Linked DNA regions of Hordeum vulgare: region 1 is linked to region 2. A link is a contact called in public Hi-C data. All regions are on one chromosome and are shown on one strand. Each heading gives the region's core, a stretch centred on a gene start, on an enhancer-like site or on the middle of the called end of the contact. The rest is flanking DNA. Distances are from core to core; before and after follow the strand shown.

Region 1 (4,729 bases), core at 233-2,732, 600 kb after region 2:
AACGTTTGGTGAGGCAACCCATCCGGTATTTGGACCTACTTTGACTAGGTTGAACCCGAGTCCCATACAAAATTCTATATAGATAATTGATGGTAAAAGTTTCCACGCCCTCGGCCTGGGCCTTGTGTGCCCGAGGCCTGGCTCCACTACTCGCGTCGATGGGAGCTAGGTGAAACTCTAATCGCCTTATTTACCCGAGAGCCATGAGACGAAGCGGTATCCCTACGATACTTCAACTTTATTAGCGAGGACTTTTTTGGTCCACTCAAACCTCTTAATAGTTTTCTTTGTTCTTTCTATGTTATATCAAACACTCTCATGTAAAATCATGTAGCATTATAATCCTATAAAAGATCCAAGTTAATATAAGATAATACTTTAATCAAACCTTTTCCTATTCTCTTGATTTGAAAATTGGGTTAACCAAAGAGGACCTAAAATTGTGAGTCATGGGAACTAAGCCTTTTTTTTGAAAAACCAAGCTTAACTTAGATGAAACCAACCCACCCGGCTTCAAATCTTAGATTTGATACAAGTGCTCACATATTTTTTGAATTTATTTCAGTCTCTCGTACATTAATTTTTTAATAATATGATGTGCCCCACAACTGTGGGGTACCTCACGACTACGTCAATTTCAAGATCTCCCGACTCAATATTTCAAAGGTGCTCATAGAACAAGAGCGCATGCACTTATTCATAAGTGTAAGTGTGCGTGTATTGTGACTGTTTGCTTCTGTACCATGTTTCTAAAATTATTAATCATATACATGGTACAATGACGTGAACCAGTATCATGATTACATTATTTTACCAAATGATGGTAAGAATTTGTATGGGATAAATATGCAAAGAGAGTTTGTGATTTAAGATCTATACATAAATGAGCATAACAACTATAGATCAAACACCGAGACGTAAGTAAATGCAACCTGGCTTTATATGTGGGCTCTGTTCAGTTAGGAAGATAGAATGTATTCGGATTTAGATGTATATGTCATCTTAGGTTGTGCATTGCGATCAAGACAGAAAGGAAAATGAGAAAAATTAATGTTAATTTTACTAATTAATACCATTACATGCAAGGAATTGATCAATGCATGTCGTGCTAGGTTAGTCTCAAGTCATTAAAAGTATACATGCATCATGTCTTTTATTGGTTGATTTCTTTATTCATCTTAAAAAACAACAAAAAAGGTGAAAGTTAATGCATCATGCCTTAATATTTTGAGATTATTTGATTTTCGTAACATGATTTATAAACCGAGACCGATGGAGTATACATTGCAAAACTGTAAATGCTTGATGAGGTGATTAGCAAAACAAAACAAAACCATCGTTTGTCGACGTGTTCTCCCATAGGCCCGTCTGGCCTAAACCTTTGCGCACACGCACCGAATCTTCTGCACAGATAGTCTGCTACTGCGTGTGCGTGGGAGGTCGTGGCAAGGCAAAGTATATTGCCGTGAAAGAAATTTGGCAAATGGTCCTGGCGATCCGTTGAAACCCGCGATCGAAACAGGTCGACGAGTGAGGCGCCCAGATCCAAACCCCCCTCCCCTCTCTCTCTCTCTCTCTCTCCAGATCTCGCGTCCCCTCCCTCTCCTCGGATCTAACCACTCCATTTCCTCCCCACTCGCCCCGCCGCGACCCGGAGGAGGAGGAGGAGGAGGGAGATCCGCCGCGGCCATGGCGGGCGCCGCGGGAGGCTTCGTCACCCGGGCCTTCGAGGCCATGCTCAAGGAGTGCTCCGCCAACCGCGGCAAGTTCGCCGCGCTCCAGCAATCCATCCAGTCCTACCTCGGTGCGTCCACGCCTTCCGCCACCACCCCGCGCATTGGGGATACCGCAGCTGCGCGCGCGCGCCCGATCGGTGATCGACTAAGCTCTGGTTTGCGTGTCTGTCGCAGATGCCATCAAGGGGGCGGCGGCCCAGGAGCAGCAGGAGGACGGCGCGCCGGCGCCTGTCACGCATGTGCTGGCCTCGGCCGGGCGCGTGCTGGAGGGCACCCAGGCCGAGCTGGTGCTGCAGCCGCTGCGCCTCGCCTTCGAGACCAAGCACATCAAGCTCGTCGAGCCGGCGCTCGACTGCCTCCATGTAATGTCTGTCTCCTTTTCCTGGTCGTTGCTACCTCTTCACCCGCCGGAGGCTTACAAACCAGAAACCGGGTTACATTGTCGCCGCAAATGCGGTGCGGCAAGAGTGATCGTTCACTACGGTAGCAAACTTGAATTGATCTTTCACTACAGCAGCAGGCCCCCCTGAAAGGCATTGGTCCTTGGGGCTGGGATGCCCTGTGTAGGGGATACTTTATTTGCTGATGTGGTGATAGATGGTGTATGAGACCATTGTTGTTCATTCCATATGACTGGAAGCATTACACAACCCCTTGCATTTGGCCATCTGGGTTCGGGATGTAAACAGTCTCTATACTGTTTTGACAAGCATACAATTCTGACAAGATCGACATCGGTCATAGACTATCATCATGTATGTACTGGATGTTGGACCAAACTTGGAGTCGGAGAGTAAAATCAGTGCGTATGCATAGACAGCTATTACCAAATTGATTCATAACTGAAAGGTTTTAGTTGACAAACTTAACATAAGTGTTATTGTAACAAGACAACAAAACTTTCAGTTAGAAAAAGACCACAAAACAGGCAAATGAAGATGCTTACTTCAGTTCTATGCTTGTTATATTGGTATAGTTTTGTTTATTTGGCAGTTCATTTGTCTACTATTCATAAACATCAATGTAAATCTGAATATAAGTCCACAGCTATCACATATACATATATGGTGTGTACCATACCTTGTCCATATGGTATCCAATATATGGCCTTTCGTTGTGTTTGCTAGCTCAGGATATGCTACACTGCAAGGGTGTCTAGACAAGTGTCTTCTTCATTCTGATTGTGCCACACTCTAAATGAATACCCCAATTGCCGCTCCATGTGTAGGATCACTCAAATATGTTTTTCGCCACCTTTGAAACATCGTGTAACCTTTCGTATTTACGTTGCAATATCACATGAGACTTGCTGGACAACTTTTTCTGATTGGGCGGTTTCCATTTCAATTACCAGAAACTTGTTGCTTATGACCATCTGGAAGGTGATCCTGGTCTAGAAGAGGGTAAAAATTCCCCACTATTTACTGACATCCTGAACATGGTATGTGGGTGTGTTGATAACACCTCCTCTGACAGGTATGCATTACATTAAGTTCATATCATGTTAGGTCACAATTATGCACAGGTACTGATATGAGTTAACACGTCTTTTGCAGTACTGTTCTCCAGGTCTTGAAAGTGCTCCTCAACGCTGTTGCTTCAAATAGGTTTAGAGGTAACCTTCCAGTCATGCTAAGCTCATTTTTACATCTCTTAACATTGTGCTTATTATGCAAGTTAGAAGCTAATGCGTCTGTTTGGATAGGATCACTAAGCTATGATAATATCATCGTCTGGCAAAAAGTGTAGATTATTAGTGCCGTGTTGGCCATGCCCCCTCCTGAAGCTCTGATCTGACATGAAGCTTAACTTTGTGTACAGATAACCCCAAAATTTATATCTGAGATTGCAGACTTGTTTGCTGCCATGTATTTTTTGTGGTAAATTAAAATCATATCTGTAGTTATCTTTGTAGAAAGCCTCTAGGCAAACAAGTTCAAAGTTGTTAACCAATTATTATGCATAGTCAGTGAGGAGGTGTAAGTATTGCTGCCTGTAGCTGGCTTTCCATATGTAACATTCATGTGAGATGCGAGAATGCTTAGTTTGACACTTTTTGTTGTAATGCAGTACATGGAGAACCATTGCTTGGAGTGATTAGGGTATGCTATAACATTGCCCTTAACAGGTAATTTTTTTAGCAGACTCTTAACTGGTAATTGTTATATTACATTTTCATGCTTGCTGTATTATGATTCTGATACATGCTTAAACTTTTTGCTGGTATTTCAGCAAGAGCCCTGTGAACCAGGCTACCTCAAAAGCCATGTTAACACAGATGATCAGCATTGTATTCAGGAGGATGGAGTCCGAGCAGGCAACTTCCCTCCCTGAACTTATATTAGCATTACATAAAAGAAAAATGGCCCATTGAAGTTTTTTCTCGGTGTTGATCTTTCTTTTTATGTGTCTCAGGCTTCTGTACCACCTGCAAGTTCTGCAGTTAAAGATGCACCTTCGTCTAGCACAAAGGAGGACTCAGAAAATGGAGAAATATCCACTGACAAGCAGGATGAGGAAAAAACTACTCTTGGAGATGCGTTGTCCATGAACCGTGCTTCAGAAGCATCTCCAACATCCGTTGAAGAGCTTCAGAATCTTGCAGGAGGAGCGGACATTAAGGTAGTGAAATTGGACTTTATACTTTTTAATCCTTCCATCAGGATAATCTAAACGGTTAATATATTTCATTAGTTGGCTCTAATATGATGTCCCATTTTGAAGGGGTTGGAGGCTGTTCTTGACAAGGCTGTTGAACTTGAGGATGGAAAGAAAGTTTCAGGGTAGGTTGAGCTTTAGATTGTGTTTAGCACTTACTCATATCCAGAATATTACTTCCTTGCATCATTCCTAGTGACATGTTAAGAGGTGGCAGTAACTTAATACCTTTGCCCCCCTTTTCCCTCTTTTCCAGCGGAATTGACTTGGATACAATGAACATAATTCAGCGGGATGCACTATTGCTTTTTAGGACTCTTTGCAAGGTTAGTATT
Region 2 (4,551 bases), core at 1,863-4,362:
AGTTTCATCTAGATTAAGTCTGGTGAAGGCAGTTTTTCTCATGTCGCCCCTCGTGAATGTAGAGTGCTCGAGGTAAGAATTCCTACTGGTCGGATGACATGGAAATATCAGATGCCGAGGAGTCGGGAGAATTAGAAGATATGAGTGATGATGGATCTGATACAGATTGGGTAGAGTCATCCAGGAAAGTCAATAATACACGGCGGCGAACATCCAACCCAAGTAGCAATAATTCACTTGCAGATGTTAAGTCTCAGAAGCCCAGCGAGGAAATTCCCACTGCCCAGAAAGAGCAAGCTCCTTCACAGTGCTGCTCGTGTTCATCAAAATCATTGTGCAAGCTCACCAGATATTGTGAGTGCAGAGCTCTAGGTTCACAATGTGGTACTGGCTGCGGGTGTAATGCTTCGAAATGTTCCAATAGGGTGCGCGTCATCAAGGAAGAAATAGACGATGAACCACCATCTGAGAAGGAAGGTAGCGAGTTTGGTAATGTTTCTTCTTCAGAGAATGATGCCAAGATGAAGGAAGATGTGAAGCAAGGAATCATGCTTCTTGAGAATGCTGTGGCTGAGAAGGAAGCTCAGCAGCCAAAATCAAGAAAACCATTGGCGGACATTGGAAATACAGATGTAAGTGCACAATTATTTCAGTCGCTCGCGCGACCGACCGTTTTTGCTGTCATGGACATTTTTGTACGGTGACAGACTCATTTTTCTATGTATAACTTTCAGGTGAAACAAGGTGGGGCAAAACCGAAGCAGAGGAAGAACTGGCGCAAGACGGCAACAATCCAGCTCGTCCCCACCGAGCCTCCTCCACCGACCTCTGCACCAGATAACCCTGAAGCCGCTCCGCAGAACAGGGCCGACATTCCCCTGAGGCTGCCGAGGGCAATGTCTGCCGCCGTGGACAGCAACCCTCTCACGGACCGCAACGCCGCCAAGGCAGGCGAGTCCGTGAGCAGCAACAAGGAGAACGGCAGCCTTGCCATGGCGAGGGCACCGGCTCTGCCCCCTGCTCGGTTGCGAAAGAACGCTGCCATGGAGAAGGAGAACCACCTGGGATGATCGATCGTCAGCCTGCTAGTGTGACGAGCGTGTTGGGGAGAGATTGCAGAAGAGGACGAGGTTAAACTGTCATAACCGACGAGCGCCGAGATCCCCCCGTGGAGATGATCGGTTGGGTCCTTTTGCCGAGCCAAGAATTGTGTTTTCTGTGGCATCCGAGCGAGAGCGGAGTAGCACTTCTGTTTTCTGTAGCCGGTTCTCCCGGGGAATGTCTGTTAAGTTAAAACTGGGAGGTTCAGATGTATGTTTGTTGTGAAGCCAGTTTTGCTGGCTGGCTCGTGTACTGCGGTGGGAGGTTACCTGACAGATAACAGTTTCTCTGCTGTTGCCTAAATAATTGTAGAGTAGTTGGGAAGAACTAGTTTAGTTCTTTCCAGATATAATTATTTAGGTATATATATGCCTGTGTGCGCGTTGGTCGCGGTACACTTGATTGTTAGATCCATTCCTGGCAGATGGGCGGATGGGAATTTTTCAAAGCCAGCAATTGGTTCCCGTGCATGTTCTTTCTCGTCTCGTCTGTCTATCTGTCTGTCCACCTTTGATGCTGAACGTGAAGCAGCAAGTTGTGGTGGAGGGCTTTCAGTTTCCCTTGAAGAAGTGTAGTGTAGCCAGCATGATTACAACCTGGAAGTTGGAAACCGGTCAAGATCATGGGCCAGATTGAATACTGTACACTATTTGAAGCCGTTAGGCATGACTTGCCATATGAACGTACCACCGACCGAGCAGCTTGCCTGAATTTAGTCAGACTCGGTTGAGTTTTCCCAGCAAGTTTGAAGCCCTGAATCTAATTCCAAATTTCCAACCCAACCCAACCAAAAGAAATCGTCGTGAATCTGGTGACCAGTTTCTGGTAGTTTATTTTTTATTTTGTTGGAGGGGTACCAGTTTCTGATGGCTGCAGTGCAGAGAGAATACCATTCTTCTGTCGGGTCCGTGCGTCATTGGCTAATCTCATCGGCCTGCCAGTCCAGTCCACACACATCCCTGTCGCGCCGTACGATGCGATTAGCAGCTAGTACTCCCTCCGGTCTTTTTACTCCCTATATTAGATTTGGATCAAGTCAAACTTTATAAAGTTTGACCAGATATATATTGAAAAATATCAACATCTACAATACCAAATATACATATCATGAAACCACCTTTCGTAATGAATCTAACAATATTTATTTGACATTGTGAATGTTGATACATGTTTCTATAAATTTGATCAAAGTAGAGATATTTTGATTTCGAACAAAGCTAATATGCAGACTAAAATGTACCGGACGGAGTACTATTCCCCGGTCCAAAGTGAACACGGCGGGCGACGCACGTGAGGGCGTGACCAAGTGTTTGATTATTAATCAATCATATTGCGCCTGACTAGATTAGATTAACTGGATTGGATTAGCGTGCCACGCCGCTGTCGGAGCTCGAGACTGACACAGCTACAGACCTATAACGGCTACTTAAACCACGACGTAATGGAGTATATATTATACTTCCTCCGTCCCAAAATAATTGTCTTAAGCTTGATACAACTTTATACTAGAGCTAGTATAAAGTTGAGACAGTTATTTTGAGGCGAAGGGAGTATATAGTAATTAATTGGTGGTTAGTCTCAAAGGAGCAGGGGCAAGACGTTCAGTAGCCGTTATGAAAATTGTATGGACCAAAACATCTTCTTGGGTTTTGGGAAGGGAATTGGCTTCTTTCTTTCTGAGATGATGAGTGGGAGTGGGGAGATGGAAGCGGCAGCGGCCCATGCGCTTGCTTCACCTGTAGCCTGTGTAGCTGCACGGAAGGGATGCTCTACGTTGCCGGGACGTACGTACAAGTTTTTATCTCCTGGCACCGGATTCTGAGATTCGGCTTTCGAGCGGATTGCTCCTGTACTAGTACGAGTATATCTATTCTGGTGGAAAGAAAGACGGGACAATTTTCTAGCACAAAAACGTCCAAGCGGAGAACGGTGGGGGCACACACTCCTTGACCCGGACGGCTCTCCCTCCTCCTCCTTCATTATTGGTGAGAGGTGCCAAAATTTGAAAAGGCGGGAGGAACAAAAGGGGGGCTCATCTCATCATTGTCGCCATTTGCGGGGCTCTGGATTGGCCGTGCCCGTGAGTGAACGGGCACGAGGAAAGGGAGCCTCCAACTCTTTTTATTTACTTAGAGCAACTCTACCAGGCCCCGCATCTCATCGGCTAGCAAAACGCGTTTGCAGTTCGCGCAAAATCATTTTTGCGTGCCGGTGCGGACTGGCACAGATGCAGACCCCCCAAACGGATTGGTAAAAAGATATATTCGCGGAATATGTTTTTTTACGGGTTGGCTTCTACGGGTTCTGTTCGGGTTCCACCGCGACGACCCGCAAACAGAAAACTATAAATCTCGTATTTGACATAGGGTTTGGCAAACAAGTTTAAATTCAAACGAAATAAACAGTTTGTGCGCAAATAAAAGTGAAGTTCATTACGCAAAAGAAGGCATGCAAAGGTTTGCGCCCATGTCCGGCATCATCTTGGGGGTCGATCTTCACCCCGCGCCATGAAGTCCATATTGAAGTTCATCGACGCCACCGAATCCACATTCGTCGCTTGTTCCAACTCCCGCACCGAAATCATCCACATTGGCACTATATGAAGCAGAAAACATCACCGGAACTGGAACACGGACCGGTCGAGGCGACCATTCTCCTCTTCAAGATCTCTCTCCTTGCCATATCATGTCATGTTTTGGTGAGGTCGTCCATGTCATTGCGGTTCATTGACATGATCTTGTTTTCCTCGGCAAGCAACAATGATATCGATTTGGTTTCAGAGGCGCGTGCTTTTCTCTCCTCAATGGCAGCTTTGCGGAGCCCCTCTTCCTCGTGCATTTGCCATTTTTCTTGCTTCTCTTTTGCCTTCTTCTCGGCCAACTCTTTCTTGATCTCCAACGACTTCAACAACATCAAGTCGTTTGATTGCACCATGGCATCAATCTTCTCCCTCAAGCTCGCTGCTTCTTGCTCTCTCTTCATCTTCTCTTTAGTCTTCTTGTCGTCATCGGGCTTGTGCAAATTTCTTGGTCCATCATCATCCTCATCTTCATCCATGTTTATAAGTGAGCCTCTCTTTGGTGGGGATTCTCTGTTGATCAACTTCCACTTGTCGCACTTTTGGAGCAACTCCCAACAATGCTTTAATTTGAAGAATTTGCCTTCCGAAGCTTCCATGTCCTTGTATCTATGTTGAGCAATCTTGTCCTAAAAAATGTGAACAAAGTGATGCAATCATTTCCCATGATACATTATGATGATGCAGAAGTTGAACAAAGGAAAAACAAACTCACACAGTCGGACTCCACGGTGCCACTTGGAGGTGCATTGCGTACTTGCTCCAAGCAAGCTCCTCAATGGCTGCACATAGGTTTGATATTCTCCCAACGCCCTTGAAGTGACCGAAATGTGCGTGCAGTCCTATTAGGATACTTTTTCATAATGCAGAAG

What was found. A called contact is a pair of places that touch in the nucleus more often than the background predicts.
Region 1: a Hi-C map of seedling shows a contact between it and region 2, with 2.5 times the contacts expected there. The contact joins the promoter of LOC123425678 here to the enhancer-like site in region 2. A contact is called at or near these places in 2 of 6 Hi-C or Micro-C datasets (leaf and seedling).

What each region holds. Positions count from the first base shown.
Region 1 is chr2H:163,862,121-163,866,849 of MorexV3_pseudomolecules_assembly, forward strand. It overlaps LOC123425678 (brefeldin A-inhibited guanine nucleotide-exchange protein 5), which reads left to right and starts at 1,483. Exons shown (of 32, transcript XM_045109385.1): 1 at 1,483-1,804; 2 at 1,911-2,098; 3 at 3,091-3,212; 4 at 3,293-3,351; 5 at 3,807-3,864; 6 at 3,969-4,053; 7 at 4,152-4,358; 8 at 4,461-4,519; 9 at 4,651-4,720. The coding sequence starts at 1,690.
Region 2 is chr2H:163,255,574-163,260,124 of MorexV3_pseudomolecules_assembly, forward strand. LOC123425674 (kinesin-like protein KIN-4C) reads left to right here. Exons shown (of 27, transcript XM_045109377.1): 26 at 63-632; 27 at 735-1,509. The coding sequence ends at 1,070. Among protein-coding and RNA genes, the nearest start is that of LOC123425674, 10 kb to the left of the region's middle. Within about 2 kb of position 3,113, at least 3 of the 3 cell types and tissues checked have open chromatin away from gene starts, as enhancers often do. A contact at or near this core is called in leaf and seedling, where this site is marked.